2 separate regions of the Ovis aries genome follow, and region 1 is linked to region 2. Evidence: chromatin contacts called from public Hi-C data. All regions are on one chromosome and are shown on one strand. Each heading gives the region's core, a stretch centred on a gene start, on an enhancer-like site or on the middle of the called end of the contact. The rest is flanking DNA. Distances are from core to core; before and after follow the strand shown.

Region 1 (7,779 bases), core at 3,584-6,083, 260 kb before region 2:
ACTACTGAGTTGTACATTTAGAAATAGTTAAGATGGGAAATTTTATGTTGTTTTTTAAAACCACAACTTAAAAAACCCCATAATCATTTTAAAAGTTATGGGAGAAAAAAAAAGTCATGTGAGGTAATCACTTATAAATGTTTTTATATAATTAATTTTATATTTTTTCTAAAAGAATCATACCCGGCAAAGATATGTTTATTATTTTTTACTGCAGGAAACACAACTTTTAATATAAAACTCAATGCACATACAAAACACTTAATTTTTTGATGCTCCAAGAAACAGAGATACAATTATTTTTAAAATTCCAAGGCCTATAACAAATTTAAAAATTATCATTATACTTTTACCAAAAATAGTGAGCAACAAGAAGAGTGGCTTATCTTAGTTTCAAATTCTTTTTTCTAACCCTCTAGTTAAGCAGAAAACATACACAACACGTATATCACAAACAGCAGAAGGCTGAGTATAAAATCCACCAACTTGGATAATCAGTCCCAATGTTTACAAAAGAAAAAAAGAGAAAGAAAGAAAGAAACAAGGGGCAAAAAGAGCATTCTTCTTATGAATTAAAATCAATTTCTTAATAGAAAACTAACCCAACAACACATTTAAGTCAGTGTTTTCTCCTGCTTGGAAAACCAGACCTATGTTACTAATCTCACACAAGGAAAGAATATAGTACTTTAAACATCTAAATTTTTTAAAATTATATTTTAAGAGAACAAGTCTATACACAAGCACAATAATCTAACCCAAATCTTTAACACTCATGCATAGTAAGGTTTTTACTTTACCACTGAACATAAAGACTGTTACAAGCTCTTCTGAAAAAAAATCAGTGGAGAGCCTAATCCCTCAGCCTTCTACACACCATTCTTAACATACAACAATAGAATGTCACCACAAAATCTTTACCTTGAGCCCAAACCCCAATAGAGCTGCAAAGACAATAAAAGTCAATAGGTAGAAAGATTGGATGTTATCTAAACTGCACAAAATGCTTCGTAGTGGACCACAGCAATGAACTACCACTTAATCTAAAACAACGTGGTAGCTCAGTAAACACATACATGTGGAAGAGTGCACTAATATAAGTATTATACAAATTGAGCTACAAAGAACCATTTAAATAATACAGTCTTGAAGCCTTGCCTTGAGATAAAGCCAATGATCTTACCTCTGGACAAATTCATAAGTTAAGGACAGTTTTTCTACTATGTAGACTCATATGTTTTACCACACTTATTTTATCAACTCATCATATTTAGGAAAGATTAACATTTACAAAACTGTCTACTTCAAACTGGCATCAAGACAAAAAAAAAAAAAGGTTATTGCCATTTGTAAGACTGCAGTTCCTTGCACATACCCTGCTAAATTGAACTGTCTGACTAGTATATGTGATTATGACTCCAGTCTCTGAAGTCCAGAGAAAATTTTTAGTAGCCTATTTGGGGTGGGAACAAGGGGGTAAGGAAATGTGAAAAAAGGGGGCCTATCGTAGACACTAGATTAGATGCTCAAGAATACTTGATGCTAGATGCCAACATAATTCAGGTCCTGTTTTAACTAAAAAGAATCCCTTTAAACTTCTGGGTCCAATGACAGTCTTTTCATTTTTAGGGGATAAAGAAAAGAAAAGTAGGGAGAAGAGGAAGTAACACAAATATTTGGAAGGACGTGCAAAACAAACAAACAAAAAAAAAGTTTTTAAGTGTTGTGGAAGTTCAAATTAAAACTTTAACAAGTAACATCTACTTTCAAGTATATAATGTTACCAAGACTCCTAAATCAAACACTAGGCATTATCTCATTTAATCTTCTCAATAACCTCTAAGATGGCTGCTATTATTATCATCATTTAAAAAGGAGGAAATAGGCTCAGAAGCATTCAGTAATAACTTGCCCAGGCTCACAAAGCTAACAAGTAAAAAGCTGGACTCAGAGGGGTCAGGTTCAAATCTTGAGCTCTTAACCATCAGGCAACCTCTTCAAAGAAGAAATCAAAGTAAAACTGTAACAAGAAAAATGTTTACTAGTGAATGAGAGGTTCTTGATTTTTAATGACCAAAGTTAAGAAGTTAAGGAATATCCATTCTCAGAGATTTTACTTTAATGATACAACTATGTTTTGAAAACTCTGAAGGAATCTGCCCTGAAACCTAAAAGAGAACAATGAACCTCTTGACATTTCACTGAAATCTAAAATTCAACATTAATGTGCTATTAAATCCAATCCCTGTTACTAAGCAGTCAACATGAAATTTCCTATGTGAAATCTATTATAACCATACCTAACTTCTGTTCTGATTTCTTCTAATCCTTTAGCTTTTGAGTTTCCTAGCCCTCCTTTAAGAAAAGACAAATTTGTCTCCCCCACCTGCACCCTACAGGCTCATTTAGTGGAAAAATTCTAAGGAGAAAAATCTCAGCCCCTCAATCTCCCAGTTTTCTTTTTTAAAAGTTTTTAAATTATTAGTTAGAAAAGGATAAAAAAAGACTTCTTTAACAAACAGCACCTATAAGTTGTTGAGTACCATTTGTTGTGTTTAATTTAATTTACCAGTTATACTAGTTGTTGAGTACCATTTGTTGTGTTTAACTTATTTTACCAGTTAAAACAACTTCTGTAATAAGAACCATTAAATCCAATTCAAGTTTATGCTAAATTTTCAAATGAGAATATTTTGCAAATAACAAATGGGACTGAGGAAAATTAAGAACTGGTTTAGACTTGGGAGTGAAGCACAGTAGGTAATTAATTCATTTATATTAAAGCTGCTTATGCTCTTCTCAACTTATGAACTGCAAAGGAGATACAAGTACAATAAGGCACACAAAAAGACACTGAATGGTGCATAACTTCATGTACAATGTTAAATATGTTTTAGCACTAAGGACAGAATATTGACAATACACTGAGATGATGTGCCTTAGGTTTACAGCAGCCTCATCATTTCATCAAAAGCCTTGTAATCACCTCTACAAATTTAATTGCAATTAATTCCTGGCAACTCTTGGAATTGGGTCTAGATCTGTTTACTCACTTTTTAAATTTTATACACGCTTTCTCTGGTGTATACAAACTGAGAACTTATCATTCTATTAGAGAAAGACCAAAAAAGAATCCACAAAATCGCAGGAACATAAACAAGTTTATCTTCTGCTGATACTGATTAGGGCACTTAATCTGTCCCAGAAGAGAGCAAGGACTTAACAGTAAAGCCAGCCTACTAACCAGAACTCTTAGCATAAATCTTCAATTCCTTAAAATAATTTCCTCAAAGGTTAAAATACCAGAGTGGACCAAAAGGTGGGGGGACGTGGCGGGGTGGTGGGGTTGGGCGGGCGGGGGTGGGGGGGCACTTAATTCCACTGGTTGGACTCACAATTCTTAATCCTATAATGTACCAGTTAAGACTGTAACTTCGAGGTGTTTTTAAAACTTGCATTAAGTTCTAACAAGATGGTTATTTATTTACTTTGCGTATATTTTAATATACCTCAATTTCAGAAAAATCAGTCGGGTCAATCTAAAAACTTCGTAACATTTTAGTGCTGCATTTCGTTTGCTCTGATCACATACCCATATACGCCCCCCCAACCTCATTAAAAGTGTTTGCCTGAATTTAGCCACCCGCTACGTTTTCACTAAGATATTTTCAAGAATGAATGACGCATATAATTCACTTATAACATCTGGGCTCTCATGACAGGTGATAGAAACACAGGTATCCAATTCCGACGTTCTCATTAAAATGTTACTATTTCTCTAAATTCCCGTTACTCCGAGTCTTGCTCTAGACAAGTTTTTCAACGCGATTAAAACAAAACCAAACCAAACCTGCACGTGCAAACGAAAAAGTTAGCATCCCAGGCCATCGTGGCAAATCCCTAATGCACAAAGGCAAAGACACCCGCCTGGCCGGACAACCGCAGAGCAAGATCTCACCCAACCAACCACGCGAGCTCCTAGGTCGGAAACCCAGGGCCCCGAACCCATACCGAAGCCAGGACCCGCGTGCAAGGGCCGCCCCGGGGCCGAGTTTTCAATGGAACAGGAGAGGATGGGGGCGGGAAGGAGCGGAAGCTCGGGTGCAAGTGGCGGCGACCAAGCTGCGGCTCATTTCTCTTCCCGGGGTTTTCAGGCTGGGGGAAGTCCACCCGGAGCAGGGCACGCGGCAGGCTGGGGGTTTGAGGCGGGTAGGGAGGGCGATGCGAGGCCCGGGCTGCCGGGAAAGGAGGCGAGCAGGGCCCAGCCCCCGGCCCCCGGCCCCTGAAAGCACTTTAGACGCGTCTCCCACCCCCCACTACAAGATGGCGACGTGGACAGTGGGGAGCCCGGCCGGCGAGGCTGGGGGAGAAAGAGAGGAGGGGGGAGAGGCAGAAACAAAAAGGCGGCCCCCCGGAACGCGGAGGCCGGCCCGCGAGCCCCCGGCGGCGGGCGGGGGCGCCGGGGGGAGAAGGCGGCCGGCGGAGGGGAGTGGGCTTACTTTTTCTTGTCGTTCGCGCCCCCGGCGCCCTCCATGGTGAATCGGTGCCCGCGATGCCTTCACGGCCCGCGGCCCCCAGGCTCGCTCCGGCCTAAGCGCTGGCTCCCTCCACACGCGGGGAGGGGAGAAAAGGCACGTCCAGAGGTGGGGGGTGCGAGGCGGGAAACCCCTCGTGAGATCAGAGGAGGGAGAGCAGACGGCAATCGCAGAGGTCCAACTCTGGCTCGGAAGAGCCTCCCCTGGGGCAGCTTGTCAGGGCCCGGGCCGACGCACTGGCCAAAGCGGCAGCGAGGGCGATCCTCGCGTCCCCTCAGACGAGGCGGTTCTGTGCACTGAGGAGCTGAGGCAGCGGCAGGGGGCGGGCAAGGGCGGAGGCGCGCGCGGGGGCGCGCGCGGAGGGAGTGTAGGGGGACCGCGCGCCCGCGGAGCCCGGCGCGCGCTCACGCAAGCCCGCCTCACCTGAGGGGGAGGCGGGTTCCTTGAGAGCCAATGGCGAGGGACGCAGGCGGCCAGTCCCCACCCCAGCCCACGTCTGTCTCAGCCAATCAGGAGGCGGTCAGCTGAGGCACAGCTGGGACGCGCTGCCGCGCTCACGTGCTCGTCTGTGTGCCGCTGCGGAGGCAAGAGAAAGGAGATGGGGTGCGGCCAGACTGGGTCTGGGGACTCTGCGCCTTCGCCTAGAGAAAGCAGTGGCTGGCTTTGGGAGGCGCTGCTGAGAAGGGATTTCGGTGTTTGGGTCTCAAGCCTGCATCACACTTCCTGCTGCCGGTGCAGCAAGTCTCCAGCTCCCTTTTCGGCAGCTGTGCTGTGCAGGGTTGCCGCCCGCTCTGCCAAGTCCCAGTTCAAAAAAGCAGACTTTTTTGCGTCGTGGCAGCAAATCCTGGTCCTTCTACTCAGATGTGTTACAGTGGGGTCTTTCTTGCCAGGTTACCCAACCAGGCCATGTCACCGACCGCACCCTTTGCCATGTAACACTAGGGTACTCTCTTTATCTCTTTATTAAGTTTCTCTGTGATGAAGTTTGATTCCTGAGTAAATACGAATGCGAATATAAAATAAACAATTTCCTCTTGCTGTAAGCCTCTCAAGGGAAGTAGTTAAGGCAGCAGGAACTCTTAAAATCTGAAATTATTTTAAGCAATACAAGTAGGTGTAAGTGACTTTAGTAAAAGTAGAAACCTGAATTTCAAAGTGGGGGGGGGGAGTAGGAAAAATGGCTTTAGGTGGACAGTTATATACTTGTTGCTTTTCAAAGAGTAGAAAATAATCTTAGATGGATTTAGAAAAAGGGAAGATGACCCTTAGTTTGAGACTTACCACCTTGAATTGAGATCACCGTGTAGACAGGAAAGAAGGAAGGAAAACCCTTAACCAAGACCTAAGGAGACCTGGAGCAGAGTTAACTCAGTGGCAGCAGTATTGCCTGTTTGCTAACATGACCTTGCAAGCTACTGGATAAGACTAAATCACTACTTGACTTTTGAAGCCTACTTTTCAAGCCTATCAGTCTTTGAAATGAAAAAGAAATGTGTTTTGAGTCCAACAAAGGAGCATTGCACACATATCTCCAGTTTGACACTAGATTATTTTACTTCTCACCTTTGCCTTGTTAGTTATATTGCTACAATCTGGCTTCAGATTATAAATTAATGTGGATATCAGTAAATTTCAATTATATTGTCATGTAAAAACAATGGTCTAGGTAACAATGGTCTATATAGATTAAACTCTGATAAGACAAAAATCAATTTATATAACACCTATTTTTAACTCATCAGCAAATCCATAGAGATAGGATTAAAGATTGATGTTAATGCTACTGATTCCAGAGTTAAGAGTGAGCTTAAAGTACCAGCTCTGATACTTACTAACAAGTCATGTAACTTGTGCCTCAGTTTACTCATTTATGTCTAAACCACAGAATCAGGGCATGATTAAATGAGACAGTACATGTAAAGTACTTAGAACAATACCTGGCACATAGTAAACCATCAATAAATGTTAGCCATTAGTATTGTCAGGATTGTGTTTTCATTATTCTTATCATTATTATTACCTCCAAATTTGTGCCACTGCTAGTGGTAATTACTTAGGCTTCTACCGAAGGTTGGCAAGTTTTAACTATCCAAGACTGCTTATTATGTTAACGTAAATTCACATATATTATTGCTTTCAACTGTGAAACTGCTCACAGTGTTCGCACACTTGTATATGAGCATGATTGCAGAGATCTTCAACCATTTTCTTTTTTATTTTACTGGTAAGAAATTCTCTCTGGCCAATGATCATACCTGAAGGGTATAGTGTTTATTACAACAACAAAAAAGTGAGCCTTTTGTAACATCAAATCTAAGTCATTTTTTAAAGTTTATAGCAGAATGCTAATCCAATCAGCAAAGATATTTTTGAATAGACATTACATTTGCTCAGAGTTTACTTCTCCTTTTAAAAATATATAAAATACAGTATTTTATGTGTGTGTATGTATATTTGTGTTTACCCACACATGTGAACTAGGAAAGCAGTAATATTCAGCTTGTGTTTTCACATAATCAAAAAGGAGCTAAATAATATGCCCTAATTTAATCAATTTTGTTAACTAACAATTCTAAAAAGCAAAATTTCCTATGGGGTAAAGTTTTAAATTATCCTCTTTATAAACATCCACTAACAAATGCATTTAGATGATTGTAATGTGACTAAACCTTAACAAACAATCATATTTACTCTCTAATCTTTGTAAGTGTTCAAATTTCATTCCAAGTCACTTTGCAGAACTTTCTAAGTAGGCTGAAAGATTACTTGAAAATGATGCAATTGACCCTTAACCCATATTTATAGTAGGAAGTTAAACAGTGACTCAGGAGGAGGCAGGATAAAACCTGAAATTTTAGTACTAAGTAACATAGAGTGTTGAGCCTTTTAAAGAGTGAAACACATCAAATTCAGGTAATTAAGAATGCATCAAACTATATAACAAGACCTAGTGGTCAGTAAGTGATTCTCTCTTAATATTATTCTTAGTTCTCTTCTTCTCCATCTTTATCTATTCTAAGAACAACAAAAAAGCATATCATTTGGAAGGAAGTGCTTAGCAGATAACAGACATTTAAAAAGTCTCTTTTTCTTTTCTTTCAAGGATCAAAACAGAAAATAAATATGTATATTTGTCTGAATTTTTGGAGAATAAGAATACACTGAGATTTTGACACTAGCACTTTTCAATTATGATAGGTATTTTAAGCATAAATTTACAAAGGAATGTCAAAGGATTTTCAGT
Region 2 (6,732 bases), core at 1,596-4,095:
TCAGGCATTTCTGATTTTGTGACCCCATGGACTGTAGCCATCAGGCTCCTTTGTCCATGGGACTTCCCAGGCAAGAATACTGGAGTAGGTTGCAATTGTCATTCCCTTCCCCAGGGGATCAGTCATTTAATTCCTTGACATATTGACCTGTTGGTAAAGGCCAAGGCTGTGGAGATAAAATTCTGAGCAATGTGGAGGGAACTTCCTGCTATAGATCTGACCTGAAGACAAAGTAAAGAGGGACAAATTGAATTTATGAAAGTGAAAGTTAGTTGCTCAGTTGTGTCCCACTCTTTGTGACGCCATGGACTGAAGCCTGCCAGGCTCTTCTATACATGGGATTCTCCAGGCAAGAATACTGGAGTGGGTTGCCATTCCCTTCTCTAGGGGATCTTCCTGACCCAGGGACTGAACCCAGGTCTCCTGCATTACAGGCAGATTCTTTACCATCTGAGCCACCAGGGAAGCCCCTGGTGAGTTTACGAGCAGGATCTCAATTCCGCAGGTTCCCAAAAGAGTGACCTGAACCAGTCTGTAGGTCCAGCTCCCTACTTTGCTGGATGTGTCTAACTCATTTTGAACCACCTTTCACCACTGGTAGACACACACTAGCACAGAAGGTCTGGGCTAGTCATGGGCACAGGCTACTTCCCACTTTGCAAGGAGATCTGAAATGAGTGACAGGAAGGACAAGGATAAGGCACTTCCCACGGGTATAGGATTGGGAATGCATGTAGGGACGAGGGCAGGCATTTTGCTGGAAGGGCTATCCTCTTGTTTTGGTTGGGAATTAAACATTACATCATTTTAATGTTGAAAATATCATATACCATAAGGATGAAATTGAGTTTCTGGGAAGAGTTCCAAGACTCCCTTCGAAAGACCTAAGCAAGACATCATCACAGACCATCCTAAAGAAGTGAGTAGGAGTGAGCTCCAAATACAGCAAGCTCTTTTGCTGTGCAAATATACTGAAAGCTGGATGGCTGCACAGAAACAGGAACTCCCTGGGTGGCCCTAAAGGGGAGACAGGGCCTGCCAAAGCCTCTGCCGCTGCAGCATGGAGGGTCTCTGGTGAGAGGAGCCGAGGTACTCTCTGGCTTCAGAAGGCAGGAAAAGAAACCCTGCACAGGAGCAGTCAGTCCTGAAGGCATGGATATGGGGTGGGGGCAGGGAATGTTGTCCCTGCAGCCTCCTGTGGGGCTCTCAGGGAAGAGATCAGTCTTCCCAGCAGCATAAGGAATTCTGTACCAACAGCAATAGTGAGCGTGGCAAGTAAGCTTAGCTGCTGCTTAGCCATGACACCTCCTGCTTTGGACCCCAAGCCTGTTGCCCTCCCTGCCCCCAGGAATCTCCATCAGGTCTTCAATTCCCTGCACCAGATGGGAATATACAAGCAAATACAGCTTCAAGACACTTCTCCTGGACTCCCCTGTAAGCAGATGGCTGCTCTGAGCCTGCCCTAAAAGTAATCCCAGAAATTCGACCATGACCAGCCCACCACAGAGGGGTGACTCTCTCTGCTCTGGACCTGCTACTCAGGTCCCGAATTCCCCAGGAGGACACCGGCTCCGTGAGGGAAGGGGCTCCTTCCTGCTTTGTCCACCACCGTGTCCTCAGGGCTCAGAGCCGGGCCTACACCCTGGAGGAACTCTGTGCACATTTGCCGAATGAACGAACACCCCCGATCTTCACCAACTGGTGGACAAGTCTCTGAAATTTCAGGCTGGCAAAGTTTATACTGACAGACAGAGCTGACTTTGTCCTGAGAGGCCCTCGACCTGGAGCCTGAGAAGAGATAGACATAGCTGTGTTCTGACCAGTGATGAAGTAATTATGGAAAAAGCAAGTATTTCAAAACTAGAGGACATTACAGTCTATGGTTTCCACCCAGTGCAGTTGGGTTTCTAGACTGCATGATTCTGGAGGGGCTTGCTCCAGCCACCCACGGATGTTGCCTTAGGTCTTGGCCCCAAGGTCCTAGTTGGTCCTGACAAAGGCCAACCCAGCTTCCCAGGGAAATACCCGAAGGCCACCCTAGGGTGCTAGTTGGACTGTTAGTCTTCTATTCTGGTTGCCCTTCTGAGGAAAGACTGGCCCGGAGGTAAAAATTTCCCCCGGAATCCAGAGCTCCTTTTCAGCTACCTTCCCTTTTGTAGCAGGGAGGAAATACAGTCCTTATACTGTCTATGCCACGTGTATGACTCTCCTCTTGCCGGCCAGACTGAGCATTGCAAACACTGTTTCTTTCCCTTGCCCTCCATCAGTGTGATTCTGGATTGGCTGACTTGTCACTAAACTATTTGGCAGAAAGCCCCTCACGTTCTCATGCCTGGAGCCACTCCCGGCACTTCTAGCCCGGAGCTTTAGAACAGAGCCCCACTGAGGTCTGAGCACCCATAGTTTGGCAGGTTCCCAGGCATGGTTAGGGAAAACCGTAACCAATGCTCCCTACCACAGAGCTTCGCTGGTCATCAGACACACAGGGGACCGAGTCTGACCCTGGCAAGTCTCGGCCAAGTCAAAGGAAGTGACACACCATCTGTGAACCGCCTCCACACACTGGAGCTGGGGGGTCCAGGCCATCTCTAGGTCATCACCGTGGGTGACAGCTAGTGACAAGGCCAGTTGCAGCTGAATAACCTCAAAAGGAAACACATGCCAACCCTTTCAAGCCCTTTGGTCCCACCAAGTGTTCTGGCATCCTCCCCGAGCAGAGACAGCCAAAGGAACAGCAAGAACTCCGGGTTCTCCTATTTCTCATTCATTTTCATAACCCTATTGAGTCACAGATAGTCGGGAAGCTGGGAAGCCTCTGGGGACAGAAGCAAAGGTCCTAAATCAGCCCCCTCCGCCCCCCGCTAGAAATTCAGAGCCCAGAGACAGCCCATGTGCATTCTGTCCCCAGTGGGAACATGATTAATGTCAGGAACATGCCCAACTGGGAAACACCATGTTCTGGCTGGTTTTCTATTTTGATCTGAGCCAAAGGCAAACTATACCAAGTGACCCATAAGCAGACCACATTGCGTTTACGGCACTCATTGCTCAACGGAAGGAGGAAGCCCAGTTTCAAACAGGTTAAGAAGAAATGGTCTTTCTTTTAACCTGCCTTTATTCCTGCCTGATAATAGGCAGGGGACCTTCTTTAAGACAAGGGTGCTGTTAGCCCGACCAGGATGAGAACCCAGAGCTCGCCTATGGAAGGCTGCAGTGCAGTCCCCTCCTGACGAGATTCCAAAAATGCACGTCAGGGCAACAGGATGAGCCTGCTGCCCATCTCTCCTGTGTGCGTCTCTCTTTGACACGTACACCCCTCTGCTAATATTTAACATAATGACAGAGAAAATAACTCAGGGTTGTTCCCCTGCACCCCTGTTGCCGGATGATCTTCAGACATATTTTAAGTGTGACTTACGTGCACTGAGGTCAGTTTGCACCGGTTAGGTGAGCTGACAGCACTTGGGTCACAAGATTCCTAGCCACCCTGCCCTTCAAAGGCAGGGTTTCTGCTTTGCTGATGGACACTGAGGTGTGGCCCCTTAAAGAAAGCGATGGCCCCTGCCAGGAACTCCAGCTGCACTGCTCTGTGAGCAACCCCTGCAGGGGCCACCTGACGACACCCCATAAGTAGGGAGGTAAGAGCACCCAGCTGCTGTCCTTGTAAAAGGAGGTCCTGTGTAATGCCTCCTCCGCCCAGGGCAGCAGATCACCAGCGCACAAACGTGCTCATGGCTCCAACGCGGCCTGGGCACCGGGCACAGCGTGTCCTGTTTTCCAAATGGAAACCTTTGCTCTAACAAACTGGGTCTCTGAACAAAGGCTCAAGCATCTGACCAGCATTTACTCTGCCGCTCCCCCTCCTGCTGCCGCTGCCTCTTTGTTCCTCCTGGTCTCAGCCCTCAGCTCTCAGCCAGGCTCCAGGAGCGCCAAGGAGAGCCCCAGGAGCTGGGGGTGGGGAGACCCGGATTCCAGGCCATAAATGCCAGCAGGCTCAGCTGCCGACACAACAGTCCCTGATTAAGATGAAAGGAGTGTGAAGCGAATTCAACCTGAAAGGGTGGGAAAGGCAGTGTACCCCAGCTAGCAGCCGGACCTGGGCCCTCCTGGCTTCAGGAGGCCTCACTCCCCCCACCCCATCGACAAAGAAACAGAAGCACATTGCAGGAACTGGCAAACAGAACAAAGAAGAAAAAGATCATCCATAATTCCACTGCCTTCATGACAGTCCCTGATAGTTTACTGGCATCATTTCCTTTCTGGCTTTTTTTTTTTTTTTTTTTGAGGAGGGGACAGGTTTGCCAAGTTGCTCTCCCAGGACGAACCTGAAATGGATTCACACTGCTAATTATCATAAATTCTGTACTATTCCCTGGCCTCCCATCTCTTGTCCCACCATTTACTCTGTTTCATTTTGGGCAAGTAATTTAGCTCCTCCTTCACTTTATCACTCAGCAAAATAAAGATAATAATTGTATCCATCTTCTAGGGCTGATGTAAGAACTGTATGGAATAAATCATATATGTTAGATGCTTCTGAAAGTAACACACTACTTAATATTCAATCATATCTCTACTGGCCAAAAACCTTCATCAAGTAGTACATTTTTTAAGTAGATTCCCATTGCTGAAGACTGAGGTTGTTTCCAGTATCTTCCTAGTATAAATTATGTACTGAAAATTAACCATATTAATGCATAACATCTTATTCTTTATGTTGCTTTCTTTGGCTAGGTTATCAGAAATAAAATCAACAGATCCAAGAGTATAAGCATTGATCCAGACTGTAAGCCATGATCCAGATTAACGAATTATTCACAAACTATTAGAATTTACAATGCTTTCAGAAATTTATGAGAATGCCAATGGAATGATGTACTTGCAAGTAATATGTATTATGAAAAAAGAAATCTGGGGCAATAATTCATGGGCCCATAATTCTATGTAGCAAACTTGATAAATTATCTAATATTTGAAATTTGCATATCTTTTTGTTTTGACCAAGAACAAAAAGAGCTCCCAAATCCCTATTTTGTGAGTGCTTATTGTCACTGTCATGTAGGGTCTGTGCTGGCCCCTGGGAGTCCCAGGACATGTTTTGGTGTGGGGAAGGAGGCAGTCATCACCATACCCAGTTGGTTCACTTTTGAACCATGTCATGCATGTGGCAAGAGCGTGTCTGCATTCTCACCTTTGGTCCTCACAGCAATCCCACTTTCATCTCCACCACGAGAACTCTAGGGCTCAAAGGAATTTTAAGGGAGTTGCAAGCCATTCAGACAGAGGGAAACAGAGTTGGAAGGACTCAGCTTCCTTTTCCAAGGGCAAGGCTGCTGCCATATCAACAGGTTGGAGGGGAGCCAGTGCAGACAGGAGGGGCTTAAGCAGATGCTGAATCAACAACCTCTATGTTGTACAAGATACCAAGTGGACAGAGCCGGACTCCAGAGTCAGCCTGACCCAGAGATGAACCTTGTTTCCACCACTCAGCTCAAGGGAGCCTTGGCAAGTTGCTTCCTTTCTCCTGGGCCTCAGAGACACTCATTCTGCAGGCCTGGACAGTGAGAGAAGCGCTGCTTCTACCAGCATCTTCACAATGAAGTGACATGCAAATGCTGGAGAGTGGCTCCCACGTCTCACATCGGGTCCCTTCTAAATTCTGCAGGGGCGACTGTTACAGTTTCGTGTGACACACTGATCAGCATCTTCTTTTAGATGTCAGGGCCTGCCAAACCTGGTTGCTGAAAAGTAGTCATTTACCTGCTGTAATTTCTCACAGTAACTGGCATTTTCTGTTCTTTATACTTAGCTTTTCAATAGCAAACAGGGATAGTGACTGAGGACTTCTGACAGATGAACTGATGCAGAGAGCAAATGACATGCATATGTAGAGTCTGATATCTTGCAAATCTGAGAGATGGCTTAAACTATAGCAATATGAAAACTGCATATCTTTATCTCAGCATAAGAAAAATGCACTTGATTCTTTTAAGCTGTTCCTACCACTTTATCATCTAGACTTAGGGGAGGGGAAAATTACCTTTATCCTTTGCTTTGGAGACATCTACTGCAACACACAAATTTTAACCCCCAAAGTCAGCTCCTCTCTGGTGCAGAAATAAAAATCACCTTGTGGTAACGACTGCCACCTTGTGGCCATATATGAAACTGTCACTAAAAATAGATGGCCAACGTTAATAAAGTCTTCTACCAGCTCCAGTATTCTTGCCTGGAAGATCCCGTGGACGGAGGAGCCTGGTAGGCTACAGTCCATGGGGTCGCAGAGTTGGACACGACTGAGAGACTTCATGCACACACGCACACATACACACACCAGCTGCAGTCTATAGGGTCACAAATAGTCACACACGACTGAACACGTATGATACACACATACATCAGCTGAACACTGTGGAAATCACATGCAGACACTGATATCTGGGGATATTTTACAGTTCACATTTTCCTGGAAAATTCTGCATTGTATATTCTATATTTATGGGCCTTCCAATCTGTTTTAGGTTAATTTCTTTTCTACTACAACATCATCTAATTGTTTGTAAGACCTCAGACTGCTTCTATAGAATCATGGGGATTTCCTTGGGTAGGTAAAAGCCCCCTGGAGTTGGGCAGGAGACACTACTTTAGTTGTTCATTAGAATAACTTAAAGTGGCCACTGCATGACCACGTCAGTCAGCTGTCTGACTCAAAGATTATCACCAGTTAAATAT

What was found. A called contact is a pair of places that touch in the nucleus more often than the background predicts.
Region 1: a Hi-C map of tail adipose tissue shows a contact between it and region 2, with 3 times the contacts expected there. The contact joins the promoter of HIF1A here to the enhancer-like site in region 2. A contact is called at or near these places in 2 of 16 Hi-C or Micro-C datasets (muscle and tail adipose tissue).

What each region holds. Positions count from the first base shown.
Region 1 is chr7:71,908,067-71,915,845 of ARS-UI_Ramb_v3.0, reverse strand. It overlaps HIF1A (hypoxia inducible factor 1 subunit alpha), which reads right to left and starts at 4,833. Exons shown (of 13, transcript XM_027971915.3): 1 at 4,500-4,833. The coding sequence starts at 4,534.
Region 2 is chr7:71,648,129-71,654,860 of ARS-UI_Ramb_v3.0, reverse strand. All of the region lies in intron 9 of PRKCH (protein kinase C eta), which reads right to left. Among named protein-coding and RNA genes, the nearest start is that of PRKCH, 150 kb to the right of the region's middle. Within about 2 kb of position 2,845, at least 26 of the 54 cell types and tissues checked have an H3K27ac peak or open chromatin away from gene starts, as enhancers often do. A contact at or near this core is called in tail adipose tissue, where this site is marked.